Linked DNA regions of Sus scrofa: all the other regions are linked to region 3. The links are chromatin contacts, called in public Hi-C and HiChIP or PLAC-seq maps. All regions are on one chromosome and are shown on one strand. The core of a region is the stretch at or near the end of the contact, and the rest is flanking DNA. Distances in the headings are between cores, read along the strand shown.

Region 1 (3,685 bases), core at 510-3,009, 240 kb before region 3:
TGAACTGGCTTCGTGCACGTTTTGAACATTCCCCTTTCATGGTGCTTACATGCTGTTACATCAACGAGTTCATTCCTGAGAAACCTGTACTTACTTGTTATACAGGACAATATCCGGCCTCCACACCAGGTCGCTGGGGATCCTGATGGAGTCCAGTCCATCATACATGTCTCTATCCCACGTGAGATATGCGTCATGCCAGATTTGGCGGATCCATAAATAGGCAGTCAGAATTTGGTTTCTTTCATCCTGCACAATTAACCTGGATTTAACTTTGTCCAACAGACTCCTCAACCCAACACACTGTCTCTAGAACACCTGCCTTCAAAATAGGAATTCAAGAGGGCTAACCTAGTTCCTATAAATAAGTAAGAGTTTTCCCAGTCTATCCCCTTGATTGACCACCAAGGCCATGTTTTTTCCTGCTTGATTCAGTGTTCCGAATGAAAAGTGGACAAACATTTAAATCATCAGATCTTTGCATGGATCAACAGCCCAAATAGCTCTGAAAATTGATCAACTGATATTCACGTGAATGAAAAAGTCAAGAAATATCTACAGCGTAGAGAAGAATTAAATTAAACACACATATGCACTAAATAAGGTATGTCCTCTTAAAACACCACCTTTCTTTTTAAATTGGGATAAAATATGCAGTACATGAAACTCACTAATTTAACCATTTTAACACGTATCATTCAGTGGCTTGCAGTTTATTCACGAGGTTGTGCAACCATCACCACTCTGTAACTCCAGAACATTGATAACCCCCAAAAGAAACCCTATGACCATCAAGCAATCACTATTCCCTGTCATCCCACAGCCCCTGGCAACTACTACTCTGCTTTCTGTCTCTATGGTTTTGCCGATTTTGCACATTTTGTAGAAACGGAACCTGCCATGTGTAACACCACCTTTCTTTAGATGATCCAAGTCTGCTAATGTTAATGGCAACATTTAGTGAAATTAATTTTGCAGGAAGCTTTCTTTTCCTAGAGTCTCCTTCTCCCACTGGATTGCGCAAAGAACAATTTGTTCTCATTCCCTCTTAAATTCCCAGCTAAAACATTCCCTTTGGAAAGCACTGGTAGCTTCATTCTAAACATTCCAAAGAGTCACCACGACATATTACTCACCATATCCTTAATCTGAGAAAGTGTAATCTGGAGCGTGACATTCAGGACTTTATCTGTATCCTCTACTGGACGAAGAGCATTGGAATAATCTTCAAAAAGGTCGTTAAACAACTTCTGAGCATATTTTCCATCTGCTGTGTCTACGGCTGCTTGAAAAGAGGGACCCGGATCAACTTTCGGGGTCATGTGTATTTCAAGGCAAAGAACAACAGACCGAGGACCAGCAATGTGAATGACCCAGCAACAGATTGGGACAAGCTCTGGGTGCATAGGAGTCATTTTCCTGGCACGCCCTACCAGGAGCAGCACAAGTCAGTAAGAAGGCAGATTACTTCCTCGTAGCTAGATCATTTGTTCTGTTTCCCAGCTCATCCCACATCCCACCAAAGACGTGGCCCCAGATGAGCCAAGATGGTTACACATCCACCAGCCTCTTACCTCCCAGTCTGGAGGCAGCAAAGTAAATCCAGCAAAAGGAGATGCAGGAATGGGGCCAGTTCATCTTTTCCCTAAGCCTGTATAAATTCCCAGCACAGTCTTCTACTTCGCTTTGTGAATGGGAAGGATCTGGGCACAGCAAACCCAATCTGCCACTGTCCACGCAGCAGATGGAGAGCTTGGGCTTGCAGCCCACAGACAGCCCAAGGTCCCGAGATCCTCCCCTCGGTAATCCGAGACTGGCAGCTCCCGCAGCTGAGATGCCAGGAGTCCCAAGCGGGTTAGGTCAGGTGGTGCTGCTCTGGGGGGGGGCCGTCCCAGTTGAAGGTCCCTAGCTACCACTGGCAGGGACATCCAGACCAAACTTTGAATGGAAGATAAGTAGGAGCCTTCCCCCCAACCCCCGCAAGATCCCATCTGAGCAGATGTCTATACCCACAATGAGAAGATTCTGCCTGAGTCTGGACACTAAGGAAAGTTGAACTGACCCAGGCATGGGGCAGCAGTCCGGAAAGGCTCTATGTGCCTTTTTTTGTTGGTCTTTTTAGGCAAAACCCGTGACATATGGAGGTTCCCAGGCTAGGGGTCAAATCGGAGATATAGCTGCTGGCCTCCACCACAGCCAGAGCAACGTCAGATCCTTAACCCACTGAGCAAGACCAGGGATCTAACCTGCATCCTCATGGATACTAGTCAGATTCATTTTCACGGAGCCACGACGGGAACTCCTAGGCTCTATGTGCTTTGAGTGGCATTTGAAGAGGGAAAGAAGAGCAGTTCCACGATCTGCAGAACAGACTGACATTTGGGTGTCTTCTCTGCCCTCCGCTTCTCATCACTTCCTCAGTTGTCCCACTGGGCACTGATCTTGTATAGTAATGAGTGTGAGTGGCTGTGGGAGGAGGTGGGAGGTGAGGGTGGGGGTGGGAGTTGGATAAGAGGAGAGCATCCTTTCTCTTCAGAAGCAGCAGCAGCACTGTGATTTGGATTAGGAGTGGAAGACCTGGGTTTGAACGCCAGCCCAAACACTGCCTCGCTCTAGAATACTGAGCTTTCCTGAGCTAGAGACTGGAAAATAATACTCTCTATACTATCAATAATAATAGGATATTAGAGACATTCTATAAATAGTGTTCTCCCAGAACTATTGGGATAGTGTATAAAGAAGCACTTTGCAAATGGTACAGCACTACGCAAAGGTTAGTCATTTTTATCTCTGACCAGCTTTGTAGATACAGAATTTCTGTATTTACCAAGTTATCCAAGGTTTACTAGTTGTTTAAAAAAAAAAAGTCGGAGTTCCTGTCGTGGCTCAGTGATTAGCGAATCCGACAGGGAACCATGAGGTTGCGGGTTCGATCCTGGCCTCACTCAGTGGGTTAAGGATCTGGCATTGCCGTGAGCTCTGCTGTAGGCGGAAGATGCGGCTCGGATCCTGCACTGCTGTGGATGTGGCATAGGCAGGTGGCTACAGCTCTGATTCGACCCCTAGCCTGGAACCTCCATATGCCACAGGAGCAGCCCTAGAAATGGCAAAAAGACAAAAAAAAAAAAAAAAAGTCAAAAGCTAACCAAATCAGCAGATAATGACTCATAACTAATGATATTACTAAGGATGCTATCCCTTTGCTTTTGAATGCTACTATATAAAATTTCAGTCATTTCTCATATATGATCTCCTTTTGCTCACCCAGAAGAACGTCCGTTTCCAACTGCCATCGCCTGCCCCTCCTCTTGCCCCGGGGAGACTGTCTTGGACAACCAAATTAAGATCAGTCGTTGGCCTGGAATCAGAGCAAGGAAATTGGATAGCTCTGCTTCATCAGGTTACAGCCGTCTGATGAGTCACCCTGTCCCTCTTCAGGAATATATCCTCCGAATGGAACAGACACTCCAGCCATCAGCTAAGTGTGTTTCTTAATTGCCTGTGCCCTTGTGCTGATTGTGAGGACGTTATTTCTCTGACGCGAGTCTGAGTCACCCATCAAATGACAGCTCCTGGTGCCCACGCGCAGGCCTCCCTCCTCCAAAAACCCTTCCGCTCTGGAATCTCAGAGACCAAAGGTCCTTTTGAAATTGGGTTGAATGTCTCATTTCCACTGGAGGAAACT
Region 2 (3,798 bases), core at 115-2,614, 220 kb before region 3:
AAAATTTCTTCTAAGAAAATGTGAATAATAGTAAGAGAGTTAAACAAGTAATATGCCTTTAAGACTATGCCTTTAAGGGGTGATTCACTGTCAAATGAGAAGTTTAGCGAAATGAAAAGACGTTGGCCCCCAGGGTGGACTGACTGAAAGGACATGGGGTGGCAGGAGAGGACATCTCAGCAGAAGGAAAAGAGCAGATCCTTTGGAACTTGGGGTTTGATCTTCTGTTCTGCCATTTATTAGCTACATATCTCGGGCATATTTGAACCTCTCTGTACCTCAGTTTCCTCATTGGAAAATCAAGGATAATGTTATCCACCTCATGGGCTCCATGGAGCATCCAAGAGCACCAACATTTTTTTTTCTTTTGGGATTTTAGGGCTGCACCCGCGGCATATGGAGGTTCCCAGGCTAGGGGTTGAATTGGAGCTGTAGCCACCAGCCTACACCACAGACAAAGCAATGCCGGGTCCAAGCCATGTCTGTGACCTACACCACAGCTCACGGCAACGCTGGATCCTTGATCCACTGAGCAAGGCCAGGGATAGAACTTGCGTCCTCATGGATGCGAATCAGATTCGCTTCCACTGAGCCATGATGGGAACTCCCAAGAGCACCAACATTTAGCACAAACACTTGTGCTAAGCCCTGGAGTACAAAGATGGAAAGGGAAGGGTCTTTCCCTCAAGGGCTACCACATGAAAAGGGGTCGGTAAATATTAGTCCTCCTCTTCCTCTACTCTCCACCTGTCACTTTAAAGGAGAGGTGGCCAGACCCAGTGGACCACAACTAGGTGGCATTAAGGACGTGAGCTCACAAATTTGGAGACAGAATAAGCTCTTTACATCCACTATGAAGAATTCCTGCTCTCTGGTCCCACCTTCTACTAGGAAGTGCATCTGTACCTCCTGAGGCCAGAACTCCCGATTTGCAGCTTCTCCCTTGAGTTTTGGTGAAGTCTGCCGGGAGTCAAGGTCAAAGGCAGTAACCTAGTCAATTCTTATTACCCAAAATGCCTGCTGTTTACTTAATTTTTTGTAATTACAAAAGCCAACCACTAGGGGGCATAAGATCGAGAAGCTGAGCAGTGACCCCATTCATCACGAAAAATGCCTTTTGTTTTCTCGCGGAAGAATGTGGTCGGGGTCCACAAAGCATACATTGTGGGCTGAGAACAATACCTTTTGCACCTTCTACAAACTCTTTGTAAAGAACACAGCTCCCTTGAGCCTAAAAAGCATTCTTAACTCAGCCCATCCTCCATAGCCCATCACGTTGGGCCAAGGGTTTCCCAGCTCTGATTCCATTTTTCAGCGTTTCCTTCTGTTTAAAAGCCCTTTGGCTCAGCAGGATTGTCTGTAATGGTAGTAAATGGCTCACATGATGATGAGGCAATCTTTTCACATCTTGAACTGCAATCTGTCTTTACACCACTGTCTGAATCCGCAGCCCATGGTTCTCAGAAAAGCCATCCACCTGAGATTATTGGTTTGGGCTCTGGTTCCCCACCCCCGCCCCACCCCAATTTCCTACACCATTTGCAGAGACTTGAATATCTCTCATTCTCTTCCTGCCTATGGCAATCCTCATTAAAATCAAGCACTCATTTACCAGAAAAAAGCAAAGACAAAAACCCTCTGAGGTCACAATAACTCAAGTCCCTGTGACAAAGCTTGTTTTTCCTTGCAGGAGGAGTCTGGTTTCGCAAGGGTTCATCTCTTCTTACATTTTCTGAGACACTCACGCACACTCCAGCAACAATGGGAAGGAACATGATTTCCCAAGCAGGTTGCCTAGAAACCACTCCAGTGTTTCTGAAACTAATTTAAACATGAAAATTCAGCCCCTGACTCATGCCAGGAATGCATGCAATGGTTTTCTCAGTATTTTACTTTCTTTTTCTTTCACATTACAAAATAATGCCTGCTCATTGCCTCCAAATTGAAAAGAATTTGAAAATATAAATGTCTTGGATAGGGAAAAATTCCCCCAAATCTTGCTATCAGAAGCAACCACTGTTGTCATTTGGGTATATTTTCTTCCAGGATATTTTTTCTCCTATGCAACATCATTGATATTAATACTAAATTTACATAGATCGTGCTTTTTCCACTTACCAGAGCATCAGCATTTCCCTATCTGGCTAAAATTTTCAGAAAATTGATTTTTTAAATGACTGCATTGTATTAGAGTCCATTTTCCTTTATTTACTTAACCGTTCTCTTCATGCTAGACATTTAGGTTATTTCCAATCCAATACCATCTTAATAAATGTTGTCGTGATCATCTTGGTACAAAACATTTACTAGATATATTCCCTCAGGAGGAAAATCAAAACAGGAATTTCAAAAAGTCTGAATATTTTAAAAACCTTTTTTTGAAAATATTGAACCGTTTATGATTTTTAAAAAAATTTTAAGCAGTATATTAGAAAGTAAATTTCCCTCTCTTTTCTGCCTAGGACCACTTCCTAGAGGTAACCACTGCTACCAAACATTTTCTATGAATATAGAAGAACATATATATTGTCTGCTTATTTGACGCTATGTATGCATTGTTCCACCACTTGCTTTTTTCCCTTATTGTATCTTGGACATTTTTCTACATCGGTCTAAACTGATCTGTTCTTTTAAAAAGTTGCACAACATTCCATTAGATGACGTACTATCACTCATTTGCCTTGGACAGATCTTTTTTTTTTTTTGCCTTTTAGGGCCACACCCGTGGCACATGGAGGTTCCCAGGCTAAGGGTCTAATCGGAGCTACAGCTGCCAGCCTACATCACAGGCACAGCAACACCAGATCTGAGCCGCATCTGCGAACTACACCACAGTTCACGGCAACGCCAGATCCTTAACCCACTGATCGAGGCCAGGGATCGAACCCACGACCTCATGGTTCCTAGTTGGATTTGTTTCCGCTGTGCCACAGAGACTCCCTGACCGGAACTTCTTAATGCACTCATTGCACAGTCAGTGAGCTGAGCTCCCAGCAGTGGGTCTGAATCTACACCATTCTGCTCCCACCATATCTTCACCTGGCCAGGGAACAGGTGGTGGCAAAGTCACAGCTTTACCCCTGGAATTCGTCAGTATTAGGGCTTACAGAGGGCTCCAAACTTTGCCTTTTTTGTTCCTTTCCTTTTTTTAACCTAAAGTTGGTACCCTTTTAGTAATCTCTCCCCTATTTTCCCTACTCCCTAGCCTCTGGGCAACCACCAGTCCACCTGCTGTTTCTGAGCTCAACTTATTTATTTGATTATATATATAAGTGACACCATGAGCTATAGGTCTTTCTTGGTCTGGCTTATTTCACTTGGTGTAGTACCCTCCAGATTCATCCGTATGAATCTGGAAATAACAGGATTTCCTTTTTTTTTTAGGCTTCTTAGGGTCTCACTCGTGGTATGTGGAGGTTCCCAGGCCAGGAGTCGAATCAGAGCTACAGCTGCTGGCCTACACACAGCTACAGAAATGTGGGATCTGAGCAGCATCTTTGAACCACACCACAGCTCACAGCAACGCCTGGTCCCTGACCCGCTGAGCAAGGCCAGGTATGGAACTCGCATCCTCATGATACTAATCGGATTTGTTCCCACTGCACCACAAGGGGAACTCTGTGATTGCCTTGTTTTTAGAGGTTGAATAATATTCCATTATATAGTAACAATCCATTTATATGTATATATGTATGTATCATATTTTCTTTATGCATTCATCCATCAGCAGACACTTAGGTTGTTTCCATATCTTGGCTATTGTGAAAAATACTGCAGCAAACATGGAGGTAAAGATAT
Region 3 (3,732 bases), core at 961-3,460:
TTTCTGAGAAGCCAGGTTCATCTCCAGGATTTTCTTCTCTGAGCTCAACCAATCCCCACCTTTTCTGAGTTAACCAGTCTCCAGGCAAGCAGCGCTTCTTGATTGGCTTAAAGATGTCGAGTAGAAAAACCAGCCAATCCTGCCTTCAAGTCAGAACTGTGCTATGGAGACATTACAACCACTGCATGGCGAGAATGTGTACAAACCTGTCCGTGCCACAAATATCAGATCCTAGTTCTAGAGACTGTTGCCGAAAGGAAGATTCTTTAAAGCCAACACTGAGCGTGATCTACACTTTTTTAAATAATTACTCTAGCTCTCTTTATAAGAGAGGACCCCCCCCCAAAAAAAGACACGTTTTAACCAAAAGAGCTTAAGGAATAAACTGCCCCGGGTCAGATGACTCACTCTATCGAAGGATTTCCAAATGGACCTCTCTCGGAGAGGGTCCGGATCTCAGCAGGGCTCAAAGCGAGGATCAAAGTTGCCGTGGGGGAGGGGGGGGGAACGAGGATCAAAAGGGCACAGACCCCAGGAACCGTGAATGCCTCCCAGCAGTTTCCAAAATCGAAACGTGCGATGTGAAAGGTTGTGTTTGGATTTCGAGAAGTGAGTAAATAAACGGCCCTGCAAGGACTACGTGCTCGGGAGGGTGGCCCGAAGTTGCAATAAGGCTCCGCCTGGGAAAAGCTCCGGCGCTCGGAGGGCCGCGAGGTCAAGTCCCCGCGGGAATCGACAGGGAGGCCCCCGGGGGGCGAGAGGGGTGTGTCAAGGGCCTGGAGGCCCGCCAGGGACTAGGAGGCAGGGGAGGCGACCGCGGCCCCCGCCTTCGCCCGACCTCGGGCAGCACGCCAGGGCCCGCCTCTCGCCGACGCCTCACTCCCCTTCCGTCCGGGCGGCCGGGCCCGCGGGCCGGACTGGAGGCGGCCCGAGCCGGCCTCCCACGTTCGGGGACTGAGGTTTCGGTCGCAGCGCCGCCCGCTGCTGCCTCAGGCCCTCCGCTCCGGTTCGGGGACCCCGGGATCCTTTCCCTCCCGGACCCTCTCCCCGGCCCTGCCTCCCACCCGCTGCCTTTACCTGCTCCAGGAGCGGGCGGAGGGCGTCGAGGCCGGGGCCGCGTCGTCGAGTGTGCGACGCGGCGCCGCGGGTCCGCAGCCCTTTCCCGCCGCCGCCACTGCGCTCTCCGGCGCGGTGCAGGGCTGGCGAGCAGCGACGGCCGCGGGGGGGAGACGCGCGGCGAGTGCCGGGCGGGGAGACACTGCCGCTCTTCGTCCGGTCGGGGAAGAGCAGCCTCACAGCAGCCAGCCGCGAGGGGGCGGGTGGGCGGCCGAATGGGGAGGGGTCTCGGGGAACAGGGAATGGCTGCCACGTCGCCCAGGTGGATCGCCGCCCTCCGCCTCCCCCACCCCCGCTGGCTCCCCGCCGCGACCTCTGGTGCGTCCCCGAGGTCTGCTTGGGCGTCTCGGCCGGCCCGGGCGACCCCTGCCCGCCGGCGCTCCCGCCTTTCCCGCTCCCTAGCGAGCGAGTCCTGGCCTGGCCGGTTCTGCCGCATCGGACCGGTCTTCCCGCCACCCCGCACCTCCGCCAAGAAAGCTCGCCCGAAAGCCTGACGTCTTTTCCCCCTTCCCTTGTCCTGGGGTCACATGGAGGAGCAAGCCCTTTTCAATGGGTCGGAGTTTCGGGAAGGCGGGAGCCGTTTTGAGCTGGTGAACGTAGCACTAAGGGGCCCGAAATTTCTGCGGAAATAAGTGGCGCGGTCGACCACAGCCGTTTCTAAACCTCGCCACTCTCTCAAGCCCCAAAGGCAAAACAGCAACACAAGGTCGTACTCGCTGGTCTAGGCGGGGGAGGAAATGAGAGCGGGGCGGGCCCGCCTGCGCGCGGGTCCCGGCAGCAAGTTGGGAGGGACCGCGGGACGAACCAGGCGGCCTCGGCGTGGCCTAACCGGACTGTTGAGTCGGGAGGTGCAAGGCCACGGCGACTGTAGGCGCGCGAACCCCGCCCCCGCGCGCGCCGCGCTGCCCACCGAAGGTTTCCGGGAGCGCGGCCCGCTGCCCCTCTGCGCGCTCGGGCGGCAGCCTCGGAGCCGAGAGACAAAGGGGTCGGCTGCGGCCCGGACCAGCACTGCCCGGCCCCCGCTGGCGCTGCCAACGCGCGGTCTGAACACGCTGGCAGAAGCACAAAACGAGTGCATGTTTGCAACGTAGAACCGCAGGCGCTGGCCTTTGCCCTGCTTAGAGCTTCAGTTTTCAGGTGCCAAAAAAAGCAAAGATGTTTTCCTCCCTTTTACGATCGCTGTGTTATTAGACCGTGCCCCAAGTCTGCTCCTTTTTTTCTTCCTCCTAAACCCTGCTTTCCTGGGTTTGTTTCTTCTCTGTTCTGACGTGAAATGTTCAGTGTTTTCAGGTACACGAATTTTTCACCCTTGCTTACTGGTGGTGGTGATTACGCTTATTCGTTTTTTCCTCCCTCGGTTCCCTCCCTTTGCAATTACTTTTTATTCCACCATCAGTGTTTTTTCGTAGAGAAAAGAATAAGCCCCTGACAGAGTAATCCTTTGCATCGAAGAATCTCTGTTCATGTTGCTATGGTAATCGCTTTAAACAGAGTGTAAATTTGGGGAAATGCAAGTGAATTTTTATCTTCATATAAGTCCAATTGGAACACCGACTCACGAAAACATTGTAGTGGTTTTTTTCAGAAATCAGAAATATTTAATAGGAAAGGTAACTTTTCTAATGAAACCAACCATACAACTTTTTGTATTTTTAAAAGTCCCTTGAGCCCCTGTTAAGAAATTACAACACAGACATCTCTATTAATACTTTCAGTAACTTGGAAACAGCAAAAATTTTAACAAAGTACTCAGAATCTCAAGATTTAAGTAGCTATTGCTGAGAACCTAACATTATCTCTGCCTTTGAACAACCATTAAAAGTGACTAATAAAGTGATATATGCCACTTTAGGAATGAAAGAACCCTAGTAATTATAAACTTCAAACAAATCTAGCAAGTTAATATTGAGTTTGTTCATATGAAATGTGTTCACCATAATAATAAAAACTGGCAATTAAATTGTTGATTTTTCCATTAATCACATCTTAGGTCTGAACAATAAGAAGAAAATATTCTTAACATTGGAAATATATTTCAAGCCAGCAAGATATAAACCAGGCTGAATATTTAAAGGGAAAAAAAATGTTTGCTTACTATGCCAATAAAAGAAAAACATCTGAAAGTTTTGAAAGTTAGACTCAAATGAAGAACAAAGCAATCTTTACTCAGCATTCACAGGGCCAGCCTTCCTTTGTGAATATTTACAAAGATTTCCTTCTTCCTTATTGGTTTAAATTCTAAGCCAATAGGAAAAGAACACATCTTTTAAAGAATGAGACATAGGCATTAGGTTAAAACACTGGATAAATGGATTGTTTATCAGGCTCATTCTCATTTGAGTTCATGTATCTTTTAATTTCAAAGAGGAAATTTAAGAATCTTTGAATTATCGAGTATCTTGATGTACCTTAATTGCCAAGGTGCTACTCCTGCTCATACTCTGCTCTCTGTAATCTTCCAGTTGGTTATGTTACAATATTTAATTCTCTAAAATGCCAGATGAATCCAAGGAATGGCAAAATGCTCCCACTTAACACTAAATACAATGAGCCCTGGCATGTCTTTTTTTTTTTTTAAACACTATTTTTAAACTGAAGAGACCTAGATTGATTGAT

What was found. A called contact is a pair of places that touch in the nucleus more often than the background predicts. HiChIP or PLAC-seq counts read pairs in DNA pulled down with a chosen protein or histone mark.
Region 1: a contact with region 3 is called in an H3K27ac HiChIP or PLAC-seq map of alveolar macrophages. The contact joins the promoter of CHRNA9 here to the promoter of LOC110262080 in region 3. A contact is called at or near these places in 2 of 5 promoter capture datasets (fetal liver and fetal skeletal muscle), 7 of 47 Hi-C or Micro-C datasets (blood, embryonic fibroblasts, heart right ventricle and 3 more) and 2 of 2 datasets of contacts at active chromatin or transcription factors (alveolar macrophages and skeletal muscle).
Region 2: a Hi-C map of embryonic fibroblasts shows a contact between it and region 3, with 2.7 times the contacts expected there. The contact joins the enhancer-like site here to the promoter of LOC110262080 in region 3. A contact is called at or near these places in 2 of 5 promoter capture datasets (fetal liver and fetal skeletal muscle), 20 of 47 Hi-C or Micro-C datasets (alveolar macrophages, blood, brain and 10 more) and 2 of 2 datasets of contacts at active chromatin or transcription factors (alveolar macrophages and skeletal muscle).

Annotation. Positions count from the first base shown.
Region 1 is chr8:31,441,117-31,444,801 of Sscrofa11.1, reverse strand. CHRNA9 (cholinergic receptor nicotinic alpha 9 subunit) reads right to left here and starts at 1,759. Exons shown (of 5, transcript NM_001244806.1): 1 at 1,575-1,759; 2 at 1,137-1,282; 3 at 95-249. The coding sequence starts at 1,638.
Region 2 is chr8:31,419,322-31,423,119 of Sscrofa11.1, reverse strand. No RefSeq gene overlaps it. Among named protein-coding and RNA genes, the nearest start is that of CHRNA9, 22 kb to the left of the region's middle. Within about 2 kb of position 1,364, at least 38 of the 83 cell types and tissues checked have an H3K27ac peak or open chromatin away from gene starts, as enhancers often do. A contact at or near this core is called in alveolar macrophages, embryonic fibroblasts, fetal liver and 5 more, where this site is marked.
Region 3 is chr8:31,205,207-31,208,938 of Sscrofa11.1, reverse strand. It overlaps LOC110262080, which reads right to left and starts at 2,210. Exons shown (of 2, transcript XM_021101118.1): 1 at 1,078-2,210. The coding sequence starts at 1,552.